Regions from separate parts of the Mus musculus genome. Here regions 1 and 2 are each linked to region 3. The links are chromatin contacts, called in public Hi-C maps. All regions are on one chromosome and are shown on one strand. The core of a region is the stretch at or near the end of the contact, and the rest is flanking DNA. Distances in the headings are between cores, read along the strand shown.

The links. A called contact is a pair of places that touch in the nucleus more often than the background predicts.
Region 1: a Hi-C map of bone marrow-derived macrophages shows a contact between it and region 3, with 33 read pairs. The contact joins two enhancer-like sites. A contact is called at or near these places in 9 of 39 promoter capture datasets (the 3T3-L1 cell line, cranial neural crest, embryonic stem cells and 4 more), 1 of 15 datasets of contacts at CTCF or cohesin (embryonic stem cells), 10 of 484 Hi-C or Micro-C datasets (DN3 thymocytes, the G1E-ER4 cell line, the HL-1 cell line and 6 more), 13 of 115 datasets of contacts at active chromatin or transcription factors (the NIH/3T3 cell line, acute myeloid leukemia, craniofacial prominence and 6 more) and 4 of 9 other capture datasets (adipose tissue, liver, macrophages and 1 more).
Region 2: a contact with region 3 is called in a Hi-C map of bone marrow-derived macrophages, with 32 read pairs. The contact joins two enhancer-like sites. A contact is called at or near these places in 14 of 39 promoter capture datasets (the 3T3-L1 cell line, the C10 cell line, the HPC-7 cell line and 10 more), 5 of 484 Hi-C or Micro-C datasets (B cells, Th1 cells, bone marrow-derived macrophages and 2 more), 3 of 115 datasets of contacts at active chromatin or transcription factors (embryonic stem cells, kidney and microglia) and 4 of 9 other capture datasets (adipose tissue, embryonic stem cells, liver and 1 more).

Annotation. Positions count from the first base shown.
Region 1 is chr4:141,266,355-141,270,716 of GRCm38.p6, reverse strand. No RefSeq gene overlaps it. Among named protein-coding and RNA genes, the nearest start is that of Gm13056, 9.9 kb to the left of the region's middle. Within about 2 kb of position 1,481, at least 18 of the 459 cell types and tissues checked have an H3K27ac peak or open chromatin away from gene starts, as enhancers often do. A contact at or near this core is called in bone marrow-derived macrophages, where this site is marked.
Region 2 is chr4:141,510,674-141,514,744 of GRCm38.p6, reverse strand. The region is part of intron 3 of Spen (spen family transcription repressor); the gene reads left to right. Among named protein-coding and RNA genes, the nearest start is that of Gm4123, 23 kb to the left of the region's middle. Within about 2 kb of position 2,379, at least 13 of the 459 cell types and tissues checked have an H3K27ac peak or open chromatin away from gene starts, as enhancers often do. A contact at or near this core is called in bone marrow-derived macrophages, where this site is marked.
Region 3 is chr4:141,386,279-141,390,371 of GRCm38.p6, reverse strand. Clcnka (chloride channel, voltage-sensitive Ka) reads left to right here. Exons shown (of 20, transcript NM_024412.3): 13 at 1-30; 14 at 185-295; 15 at 842-1,055; 16 at 2,105-2,238; 17 at 2,995-3,083; 18 at 3,216-3,299. Among named protein-coding and RNA genes, the nearest start is that of Clcnka, 10 kb to the left of the region's middle. Within about 2 kb of position 2,776, at least 15 of the 459 cell types and tissues checked have an H3K27ac peak or open chromatin away from gene starts, as enhancers often do. A contact at or near this core is called in bone marrow-derived macrophages, where this site is marked.

The DNA of each region.
Region 1 (4,362 bases), core at 232-2,731, 120 kb after region 3:
TCTGGCCTGAAGCAAGGCTGCAGAAGCAGCGAGCTGCCGCAGGAACCTCATGAGCAGTTCTTGAGTGAGTTTCTCTCGATGGCAGCGTTACCACAGGTTGAGTTAACAACGCTCTGTCAGGCGAACCGGAGCGTATGGGTGTCTTTCAACGAATAGCAAAGTTGAACAAACCAATGCTCAGTGCTCATCTCCCACTGTCTGTGGGGTCATATTTCACACTCCTTTATTGTAGCCGATCCCCAGCCCTGTGTAGGCTGCCTCAGACCTTGCTGCTACTGTGAATGAGACCACCTGGGGTGGAGCCTAGATGGCCCTATTGTTCTGTCACCTGCCACTGCTCTCAGCTGCTGCTAAGAGGCTGAACCTGTCCCCCTGAGATATTCCTGAGCTAGCCACAACCTGTGGACTTGGCGACCTAATGCTAATAGCTCTGACAGACTGTTGTTAACAACTTAGTAACAAAGCATCAAGAAGCCTGGCATGGCAGGGGATGGGTCTCCCCGCTTTATAAGCACAGACTCTTAGTAAACTTTGATCAGAAATCTGTCTTGATCTCTTTACTTCTCTCGACATTCTCTCCTATACAGCTCTGGCCTCCCACACAGGAACCCAGTTAGTGTGGCTGCAGGCGGCTATACTTCATCACAGGTCCTTTCACGTGTTTGCTATGCCAAAACATCCTTTCACCTGTGTCTGCTTCAGGAAAACATCCGTTCATTTTATCTTTGTTTTTTGCTTTGTTTTCAAGACAGGTTTCTCTGTGTAGTCCTGGCTGTCCTGGAACTCCCTCTGGAGACCAGGTCTGGAACTCAGAGATCTGCCTACCTCTGCAGAACATGTTGAGTTTTGTTGCTGTTGTTATTGTGGTTGCTGTTGTTTTCCGTGTGCATTGCTGTGTGTCTCCCATATATGTTTAGGTCAGGATGTCAGATCCCCTGGAGCTGGAGAGATGAACAGTTGTGAGCTGCCACGTCGGTGCTGGGAATGAAAGCCAGGCCCTCTGGAAGATCGGCCAGTACCCTTAACCACAGAGCCATCTCTCCAACTCCCAAGAAAGCATTTTAAAAGAGTGATTCTTGGTGGGGGGTGCGGGGGGAGGGAAATAAAATCTAGAATGTAAATAAATAAATAAAAGATTAAAGAGAGAGAGAGAGAGAGAGAGAGAGAGAGAGAGAGAGAGAGAGAGAGAGAGAGACAGGCATGGTGGCACACACCTTTAATCCCAGCACTTGGGAGGCAGAGGCAGGCGGATTTCTGAGTTCGAGGCCAACCTGGTCTATAGAGTGAGTTCCAGGATAACCAGGGCTACACAGAGAAACCCTGTCTTAAACAAACAAATAAACAAAAAGCAGAAATGAATCTTGAGCACAAGAGAACTGGCCCCCTAGTGGCTTGCCTCTTGGCAGCTGGCAAGCACAAGAAAAGGAGAGAAGGAACTGGAGTCACCATTATCTCCTTCAGGAGATGCCGCCGATGAGTCAGTGGTAACAGTTAACTTCCCGCCAGCTGCCTGCACAGCTGTAACGTCACAGATTGTACAAAGCCTTCAGCCCATGGCCTTTAGAAGACATTTCCTCCAAATCATTACAATCAGGAATTGGCTTTATTTTACTTTTTTCCTTTTTTTTTTAAAGATTTATTTATTTGTTATATGTAAGTACATTGTAGCTGCCTTCAGACACAACACTCCAGAAGAGGGCATCAGATCCCATTACAGATGGTTGTAAGCCACCATGTGGTTGCTGGGATTTGAACTCAGGACCTTCAAAAGAGCAGTCAGTGCTCTCTCTCTCTCTCTCTCTCTCTCTCTCTCTCTCTCTCTCTCTCTCTCTCTCTCTCTCTCTCTCTCTCTCTCTCTCTCTCTCTCTCTCTCTCTCTCTCTCTCTCTCTCTCTCTCTCTTTCTCTCATTTTTCCAGGCAGGTTTTCTCTGTGTAGCCCTTGCTGTCCTGGAACTCACTCTGTAGACCAGGCTGGCCTTGAACTCAGCAATCTGTCTGCCTCTGCCTCCTGAGTGCTGGGATTAAAGCCATGCATCACCACTGCCCAGCACTGGTCAGTGCTCTTAACTGCTGAGCCATCTCTCCAGCCCTATTTTATTTTCAAAAAGTTTTTTTTTCCTCCTGCATGTATGTGTACCATGTGCATGCAATGCCCAGGACAGCCAGAAGAGGGCGTCAGATCTCTGGGACTGGAGTTACATATAGTTGTGGGCTGCCATGTGGATGCTGGGAATTGAACCCTGGGCTTTTGCAAGAGCAACCAGTGCTCTTAACCACGGAGCTGCCTCGGGCCCTCTTTATTTTCTTGAGACAGGGCCTTGGGTGTTGCTCAAACAGTTTCTCAAACTCCTGAACGCCTCCCTGTTATCTGAGTTCTCTTGTGGCTCATCCACATCCTTATGCTTTGCTGCATTTTATTCTTATCTCTGTGTTTTGCTGTGACACCATAATTGTCACTTTACCATCGACAAGCATCTGGAGGTTTTTCCTATTTTGACAGTCAGTGGTTAGTCCTGTGAACAACTTCTCTGTGGGGACAACCGGACCCCTTTCTGTTGGGTGCGCGCCAAGGAGAGTGGCAGACGCTGACTCGTGGGATGGCTTGGGCTCAGCCCAGCAGATGCAGTGAGCTGTTCTCAAAGCAGTCGTTCCAACTCACACCCTCTCTCAGGCTTTTCTTCAGGAGAATCCCCCACTGCCTCCACCGACACCAATTCTCCCGACAGTCTGGAGCACCTGCACTTCCCTGTGTACCCAGTAGAGGGAGCCACAAAGTCCCGAGATTAAGAACTGAGTCTTTAACTGCCCAGAGAAGAAAGACACAAGTGGGTGGGTAGAGGGCAGAAGCATGGAGGACTGGAGAGAGGGAGGGAAGGAGAGAAGGGCAGGATTGAGAGCTGGGGAAAGGAAGAGAGAGGGAAGGCAGGAGGGATCCAACAAAGAACACAGTTCGTGGGGCCCTGTGTGCCTCATGCTCTAGAGCCTACGAAGGCTAAAAACTGGGCTTACTGATTCTCAGAGGAGCCACAGGTGCTATGGGCATGGGCTGGGGTTTCATTTTTGTTGTTATTTACCTTTATTTGGTTTTTCAAGATAGAGTTTCTTTGTTTAACAGCCCTGGCTGTCCTGGAACTCATTCTGTAGACCAGGCTGGCCTCAAACTCCAAGAGATCTGCCTCCTTCTGCCTCCCAAGTGCTAGGATTAAAGGCATGAGCCACCACCACCTGACCTTTTAACTGTTTTATTATCTTCTCGTTTCCTCCTGATTGGTTGTTGTTAGGCAGGGGCGGGCTTGTAACTTGGAGCTGCAGAGTTGTTGGGGGAATAACCTAGAAACTGGTGCTAGACGCTGGATTTGTGGGGGATGGGGGTAACCTGGAGACCCAGGTCTTGTTTGTAACCTGGAAACTGGTACTAAGTACCAGGCCTGTTAGTTTACTTGAATTCAAACTTAGGTTCTCTAAGATGGAGTCTGAACACCCCTCCCAAAAATTGGTCTCTCATCAGGACTCCCCACATAAAGAACATGACGGCTAGTCATGTAACATAGAACACAAGAGTTCTCCATGCTAATGAGGTATCTAGGTGGGCCCTGAGGGCCAATAAGCATCCCTTCTTGGATATTCCTGGATATTCCTCCCTGCAAATGGTATTTAATCTCTCTTCCCCCACCCCAACCCACAACCCCTGTGCCCAATTCCTCCAGTTTCCCAGTGGTATCTGGGTATATGGGAGTTAGGGAACAGCAGCTTTCGCCTCAGCTGCATAAGCAGGTTTAAAGAGACCCAAGTTTAAAGAGACATACGTCCCCTTCTCCCTCTAACCTTCTTTTTCTCTTAGGGTGCTGGGAGGAAAAACGGTTGGAAGGGTCAGAAATATAAAAGAACAGAAATAAAACAGATTAAAAGATTATGCAAACACTGCGTTACTGCTTTTGTTCTCTCTCTCTCTCTCTCTCTCTCTCTCTCTCTCTCTCTCTCTCTCTGTGTGTGTGTGTGTGTGTGTGTGTGTGTGTGTGTGTGTGTGAGTGAGTGAAAAATATGGGACAAATAATGGTGTCAGATTCTCCTTCCATCATGTGAGGCTTGGGAACAGCTTGCCACCAGACTTGGCAGCAAGTGGCTTTTCTAACTGAGCCATCTCTCTAGCCCCCCCCCTTTTTTTTTCCCTAGAGACTTATTTTATATTTTTCATTTATTTATATGTGTGCCTGTCTGTGTATAGGTGTGTGCACATGAATGCAGATGCCATCAGAGGCCAGAAGAGGGCGCCAGATCCACTGGAGCTGGAGTTACACGTCACTTCACTTACTTTTCTACTGCTATAACATAAAACACCATGACCAAGGCAATTTGTAGAAG
Region 2 (4,071 bases), core at 1,130-3,629, 120 kb before region 3:
AGAAGCAAAGCGTAAATGCACGTGTGATCTGAGATGCTCGAGGAGCTGATCTTTGCACATAGATTCTCAGATCTGTGTTCTGACAGTCTGAACATGGAGGAGGGCAGGGTGTACCTGGAAAGGACCCAGGGACCAAGTCTCAGGGAGAAAGTGGGTGAGCAGGGAGATGCCGAGGTAACTGTGTCAGGTGACCTTGTCCACGATATCCTGTTGACGGGACGGGAGCAGGAGGGTCAGAAGGTCACTTCTGACCAGCTGACTCACGGTGTTTTGTGTTTGAAATGGAGAACTTTTGTGTTCTTTGCTCTTTGCACGGCTCTGATTTGTTCTGGTAAGGCGCACGATAACAGGGAGGCGGGGATTGGAGCCTGCTACCAGAGGACAGCACTCCATGGGGTGGGGATGTTGACATTATAAGTGTGTGGTGCCATGCCTGGTTTGTGTGGTTCTTCAGGTTGAGCCTGGACTCTGTGCGTGCAAGGCAGGCCGGCTGCCAACTGAGTCCGGTCTTCAGCTTGTTTATTTAACCCCTTTGAAGAGATTCTAATACATTTCTTGGCCTACTGGTTTCCTTTCATGTATAGTAATAAGGAAATGTGTGTGTGTATTTACAAATATGTACATACTTTAACTATACGCGTGTGTGCGCGTGTACACACAGAGGGAACATAAGATTGACTGTGGTCACAATTCCCTTCCCAGCAGCGGTATTTTCTGGACCTGGTATATTTCAGCTGGACCTGGTTTATTTCAGCTGGGCCTGGTATAATATTTCAGCCATATTTTGCTTTTAGTTCATTACCTGAGCCTAGCATATTAGCTTATTGATTTCTTTCTATTATTAGCAGTGTGACAGCTGCTTTGTGATAAGTGCTCGGTATCCATGTCTGGAATGATGGGAGAACCTCGAGAGCTAGGAGAGGGCGTTGGTCAGGCTGGAGTCTGGAGAACATGAGGAGAGGCGTTTGAATTTAGCACTTTTGTGAGCAAAGCAATGATCTGAATGTTTTGAGACCAGCAGATAATTTAGATAATTTTTGTGTGTGACAAGGTTTTTCTTTGTAGCGCTGACTGACCTGAAACCTCACTGTGGAGACCAGGCTGGCCTCAAATTCAGTCACCAGCCTCTGTAACCTGAGTGTTGGCATTAAAGGTGTGTGCTACCATGCCTGGGTAAACATGCTAATAGTTTAGGATTTTATTCTTTAAAATATAATTTTTTTAGGTTTACTTTTTTTATGTGTATTAGTGTTTTGCCAGCATATATATATGTATATGTATATGTATATGTATATGTATATGTATATGTATATGTATATGTATATATGTGTGTGTGTGTGATGTATGCCCAGTTTCTACAGAGATCAGAAGATAGCGTTGTGTATCCTGGAACCGGAGTTATGGGCAGTATAAGTCACTGTGTGGGTGCTCAGAACGGAAGTCAGGTCCTCTGCAAGAGCAGCAAGTGGGGGCTGGCAAGATGGCTCAGTGGGTAAGAGCACTGACTGCTCATCTGAAGATCCTGAGTTCAAATCCCAGCAACCACACGGTGGCTCACAACCACCCATAATGAGATCTGATGCCCTCTTCTGGCACGTCTGAAGACAGCTATAGTGTACTTATGTATCATAATAAATAAATCTTAGGGTCGGAGTGAGCAGAGGTCCCAAAAATTCAAATCCCAACAACCACTTGAAGGCTCAAGAGCATTTGTCCAGCTACAGTGGACTCATATACATGCAATTTTAAAGAAAGCAGCAAGTGCTGTTAGTCACGGAGCCACCTCTCCAGCCCCCACCCCAGGGCTTGGTTCTTTATGCAGAGATGCACACATAAGGGCTTAGAGGAGAGGTAGCTCATGGGATGTGTACTTTGAGAAAGCAACTGTTGGGCTTGCTCACATGATAGAGTGCTTGCCTAACATGCATAAGGTTTGTTCTGCAACACACAGCAGCAGCAGCAGCAACAACAACAACAAGACCCACAAACCACCACCACCAACAACAAAAAGACCCACAAACCCACAATTCTTTACCACCCTGCTCTGCTGTAAAACCAACCAGCCAGCCAAACCAGCCCCATCAAAACCTGTAAGCTCAGAACAGGATTGCAGTGGCTAGTTAGGTCCTTGGAGAAGGAAAGCTGGCTGTGCCAGAGGGTGCCTGCCTGGGGATGGGTGGGCAACAGTGTGCTGAGAGCCAGGGTGACAACTCATGGAAGAGATCAAGCCAGCGATGGCCTGGCAGTCCAGGGCTCTCCACTGAGAGCAGCACCATGGGCTCTGTGCTTTTCTCAGAGACAGCTCAGAACCAGCTGGAAAGCTTAGATGGGGGTCTTAGTTACCAGGCAGGAGGAAGCAGAAGCAGTGGAGAGTGATGGATGGGACCTTTGGTCATGTGGTCATAAAGGAAGTTAGGTCGTCTTGTACTGAGAATGGTCTCTTAGCCCTGTGTTCCTTTTTTTTTTTTTTTTTTTTTGGACACAGGGTTCCTCTCTATCGCCCTGGCTGTCCTGGAACTCACTCTGTAGACCAAGCTGGCCTCAAACTCAGAAATCGCCTACCTCTGCCTCCTGAGTGCTGGGATTAAAGGCGTGCGCTACCACGCTCAGCCCCTGTGTTCCTTTATAGGATGTTTTTTTTTTCCCTCTAATTAAAGAACATAAAAGTAATATTTTGAAATGTTAACAAATTTATACAGCTAAACTTCTTTTTGAGAAGAAATAGCTCTTTTAAGTCAGGCGTGGTAAATACACTTATCATTGAAACAGGAGGATCAGAAGCTCAAGGGCGTTCTCAGCTACAGAGTGAGTTTTGGGGTCAGTTTGGGACGTATAACCTGCTGTAAAACAAACCGAAGACGCGCGTCCTTTTAATCCAAGCACTAGGGAGGTGGAAGCGGGCAGATCTGTGTGAGTTCGAGGCCAGCTTCATTTGCAGAGTGAGTTCCATGCCAGCAAAGTACATAGTTGAGACCCTGTTTCAAACACACCTTCCAAAAACGCAAAACGAAAGCCCCAGACAGAAGCACTAAAACAAGCCCCCTTCCCTCTCCTAGATAATTTTTAAATGTAATAGTCACAAAAGCTATTTAAAGACGTTTGAAATGGTTTTGTATAGTTTACAGCATAAGTTGTCTGTCATAAAGAGTTTCCCTCCTGTCAGTTTGGCTGACTGGGAGACCAACCTTTGACCACCGTGAGTGACTGCTGCTGGCAAGACTTGTAGCAGCCCACCTGGGTGAGCCCGCCCAGGGTCAGTGGCTCTGCAGCCTTTCCGAGAATTGCTCTCACCCCTTTTTCTAGCAGTTGGCTGGTAAGAAAGAAGCAGGCCCCTTGTCTGAGCTCAGAATGCGCTGCCATGTGCTTCTGGAAGCGTCTTTGTTGTAGCTGCAATCCAGTGTGTCACTCACTGTTCCTTTAGCAGAACACTGAGGTTTTAAATTTGCCGAGTGTGCATGGGTGCGAGTGTGCATGGGTGCGCGTGTGCATGTGGGTGTGTGCAGGCTGTGCTGTGCTTGTTGAGGTCAGAGGACAACATTATGGAGTTGGTTCTCTTCTCCCTTTATGTGCGTGCCAGGGTTGAACTCTGGTGGCCAGGCTTGGGCAGCAGTGCCTTTCTCCACTGAGCCACTCTGTGAGGCCTCAACAGAACACTGTCATCCACCCACCCATCCATCCACACATCCACCCACCCACCCATCCATCCATCCATCCATTCATAGTTTTTAAGGTTTCTCTGTGTGGTCCTCACTATCCTGGAACTCTCTGAAGACCAAGCTGGCCCCAAAGGCTGAGATCCACCTGCCTCTAACCTTCCACATGCTGGAATTAAAGGCCTGCAGCCCCACTGCCGGGTCCAGAGCACTCTGTCTGTCTGTCTGTTCATGTGCCTGTGACTTGGCCATAACTACTTCATGGGGTAAAGCAGGCGGAGTGAATGCCATCACTCGGAGACCAGCCTCGCTGCAGGGCTTCCCGCAGAACACTTTGAAATGCATTCAGTTTCTTGAGTGTTTGAAACCAGAACGTTTAGTATGTAACGTGACTGAGAGTTGAAATCCTCAAAATGGA
Region 3 (4,093 bases), core at 1,527-4,026:
CAGGCTACTTCATGCCTATATTCATCATCGGTGAGTCTGGATCCCAGGAGGTCCAAAGGCACGGGGCAGAACCCTGATTCCCACACATCACCCATCTCCCAGGGGGTACTGGGAATGAAGCAGGGTTCGAGGGTCTTGGGGGTCAGGTCGGCCTGACTGGCCCTTCACTCTGAGTCTATGGCAGGAGCTGCCATCGGGCGCCTCTTGGGAGAGGCCCTGTCTGTCGCCTTCCCAGAGGGCATTGTGGCTGGCGGAGAGGTCTATCCCATCATGCCTGGGGGCTATGCTCTGGCAGGTGAGTGGACCCCGGCCCTTCAGGTGGGAAGACCCCGTGGGCTAGAATATAATTAAAGGGGCCGATGCTTGTGTATGGCATGGAGTGAACTGTACAGTATGCCTCCCAACTCTTAAAGCCCCGCCCACTCCCAAAGCCCGTCATCCTCTGAACCTCCAATCTCTCTCTTCCTCCCCCTCCCTCTTCCCCTCCCCCTCCCTCCTCCCCCCTCTCTCTCTGGTTTCTCTGTTTAGCCCTAGCTGTTCTGGAAGTCATTCTGTAAGCCAGCCTCATTGAGCTCAGATATCCACCTGCCTCTGTCTCCTGAGTGCTGGGATTAAAGGCGTGCACCAGTCACCTCCACCCAGCTCCCAGCTCTTTCTTAGCTCTTTCTGTTTCCCATCCCCCATCCCCTCTGTGTCCGTTTTCTCTTGCCATGCCTGGACACTTTAGAAATTCCCAGTATGTGCCCTCCGGACATTTCTGACCCTAGCCACTGTTACACCCGTGCCCTCTGGGCGAGCTTGGCCCTGGCTGGAGTTACCCATGGTGGTTCTGCTCCTGCAGGTGCTGCTGCCTTCTCCGGAGCAGTGACCCACACCATCTCCACAGCGCTGCTGGCCTTTGAGCTGACTGGCCAGATCGTTCACGCACTGCCTGTGCTGATGGCTGTGCTGGCGGCCAATGTCATCTCCCAAAACTTACAGCCCTCTTTCTACGATGGCACCATCATGGCCAAGAAACTGCCGTACCTGCCGTGGATCCGTGGCCGACAGATTGGGTGAGCCTGGGACTGAGGAATGGGATGGCCAGGGTGGTGTGGAAGTTTAGGGACACCCACACCCACCCACACACACACACCCCAACACCACTGCAATTGCCCTCAGCCCATTAGCTGGCCCTCAACCTCCCGGGAGCTTCAGGGGCTGGGAGAGAAAGCCAGAGCTTGGACAAGTCTTACTTCAGGTCACGAGGAGGTTGAACATCAGTTAGGAGGCCTTTCTCCTCTCTCTCTTGCTCTTCCGACCTAACTAGGTGGTCAGGAGCTAGGATGCAGATGCGGTCTGAGATCCTTCCTCAACCAGAATGCACCCAGCAGTTTCTGTTTCCAGAGCAGCCGTGACTGAGGCCATCTCAACAGCCCCTGATAGTTTAATTCTTACCTTCAACTTAACAAGATATATAATGAGACCTTGGCAAAATAGTTTCTAGGCGGTGTCAGCTGTCCCTAAGTGTGGGCAGTGCCATCCCATGAGCTTTGTCCTGAACTTAAATACTAAAGAACAAGCGAGGGCTGGAGAGATGGCTCAGCGGGTAAGAGCACTGACTGTTCTTCCAGAGGTCCTGAGTTCAAATCCCAGCAACCACCTGGTGGCTCACAACCACCTGTAATGAGATCTGACGCCCTCTTCCAGTGTGTCTGAAGACAGCTACAGTGTACTTATGTTAATAAATACATCTTTGGGCCGGAGCAAGCAGGGACTGAGGGAGTTGACTGGAGTGAGGGGGGGTGGTGACTGGAGTAAGCAGGGGCTGACCAGAGTGATTAGAGGTCCTAAAATTCAATTCCCAACAACCACATGAAGGTTCACAACCATCTGTACAGCCACACTGTACTCATATACATAAAATACATTTGATGCCCTCTTCTGGAGTGTCTGAAGACAGCTACAGTGTACTCACATATAATAAATAAATAAATAAATCTTTTTAAAAAATTAAACTATCAGCTATCACACATGGAAGCTCTCCCAGCAAGGTTTCCTGTCTTGTCCTGGGGGGGCCAGCACCCCCACCGCAGGGCCTGCTACATGCTTCCTCTGTCCACAGCTCCTACCCTGTAACGGTGGAACATTTCATGAACTCTAACCTCACCACACTGGCCAAGGACATGCCCCTGGAGGAGGTGGTCAAGGTGGTGACCTCCACAGATGTGTCTCAGTATCCCTTGGTGGAGACCAGAGGTACTCGGCTAGGGTGGGGGTGGGGGAGGGGCACTGCGTGTAAATTCCCTCTAAGTGTAAGGGCGGCAAGGGCAGGCAGGGTGTTGGATGTGCCTCTGAGTCCAGACTGCTGTGTGACCTGGGACAAGTCCTTAGCTTCTCTGTGCTTTGGTTTATTGTGAATGAAATGGACATAATAAGCATGCTAACTTCCAGAGGTTTGGAGATGGAAAGTCATTGTAAAGCAGCCTGGGGGTGGCTCTTGGGATGCTAGTCAAGGATGATATGGCCATCCACAGCTGTCAAACATCTGTGTCTAAAACTGAGTTCCAGGAGACAGGACAGTTACCCACTGTGCCCCTCAGCCTGCGTTCCCTCAGCTGTAAACTGGATGAAAGGTGTCCTAGGAGACTGAAAAATCTGTAATTTTCTCTGACACTTAAGAACACCCAGCATGAATGAGGCTGGAGAGAGATTGGTTAAGATCAAGGCTGTTCTTACAGGACCTGGCCTTTGTTTCCTGCACTCTCATGGCAGCTTACAACTGTCCTTAACTCTTGGCTCGTTCGGAGGACTCTGGCACCCTCTTCTGGCCTCTGTGGGCACTGCACATAATATGTGTAGTGCACATATGCAGGCAAAATATTCATACACATAAAATAAAAATAATAATCAAATCTTTAAAAAGAAGCGACCAGCATGTTCATGGCACATAGTAGGGACTCAGATAATGTGACTTTTATTTTTATAACAAGTCCCTTCCTCTGTACTTCCTAGAGTCTCAGACCCTGGTGGGCATTGTGGAAAGGACCCACTTGGTGCAAGCCCTTCAGACCCAGCCAGCTTCCTGGGCTCCAGGCCAAGAGGTGGGCTCCCCTGCCAGGTGTGGGGACAGAGTGGCCGTGTGATCAGGGCTCTGAAGGGAGAGAGGAGTTCAAGGGTCAGGAGTCTGGGAACTATAGGCTGGCTCAGACCCCATTTTCTTTCTCCAATCCCAGCGATTTCTCCAGGACATCTTGGCTGGTGGCTGCCCCACACAGCCAGTGACCCTGCAGCTGTCCCCAGAGACCTCCCTATATCAGGTAAGGGGGAAAAAGGGTGGAACTGATGGGGACACAGGCTCCATATCCTCCCTCTGTGAGGTGTTACACACATATACACACCCCATATATACACACATACCATACACAATATACACAATACAACATATACATACATACCCCCCACACACACACCATATATACACACATACCATACACAATATACACACACACAACATATACATACACACACACACACCACTCACACCACATATACAAACATACCACACATACCACATATACACACACAGCACATATAACACACACACATACAAACAACACACAATATATACACACACAACACATATACTTGCATACCACACACAATATACACACATGCATACACATGCATACACACATACATGCGCAACACATATACATATACACACATACAACACACACTATATACACACAGATACACACACAACACATATACACACATACAACACACACACATTCATCTACAGACGTGCCCAGCAGCCACAGCCTGGGTCATCACCAGGGTTCCTGGGGCGATGCAGAGGAGATAGGGACTTGAGCGAGCTTGGGAAACACATGCTTTTGGATAGAAACCGGTGCTTGTTAGTTAGAAGCATCCATGTGGCTGGAGCGATGCCTTAGCTTTAGCAACACTGGCTGCTCTTCCAGAGTGTCAGGGTTCAATTCTCAGCAAGCACATGGCAGCTCCAGCCCTTAAGGATTCAGCACCCTCTGCTGGTCCCTAGAGGCACGTCATACATGTGGTTCACAGTCACGCATGCAGGCAAAACACCCAT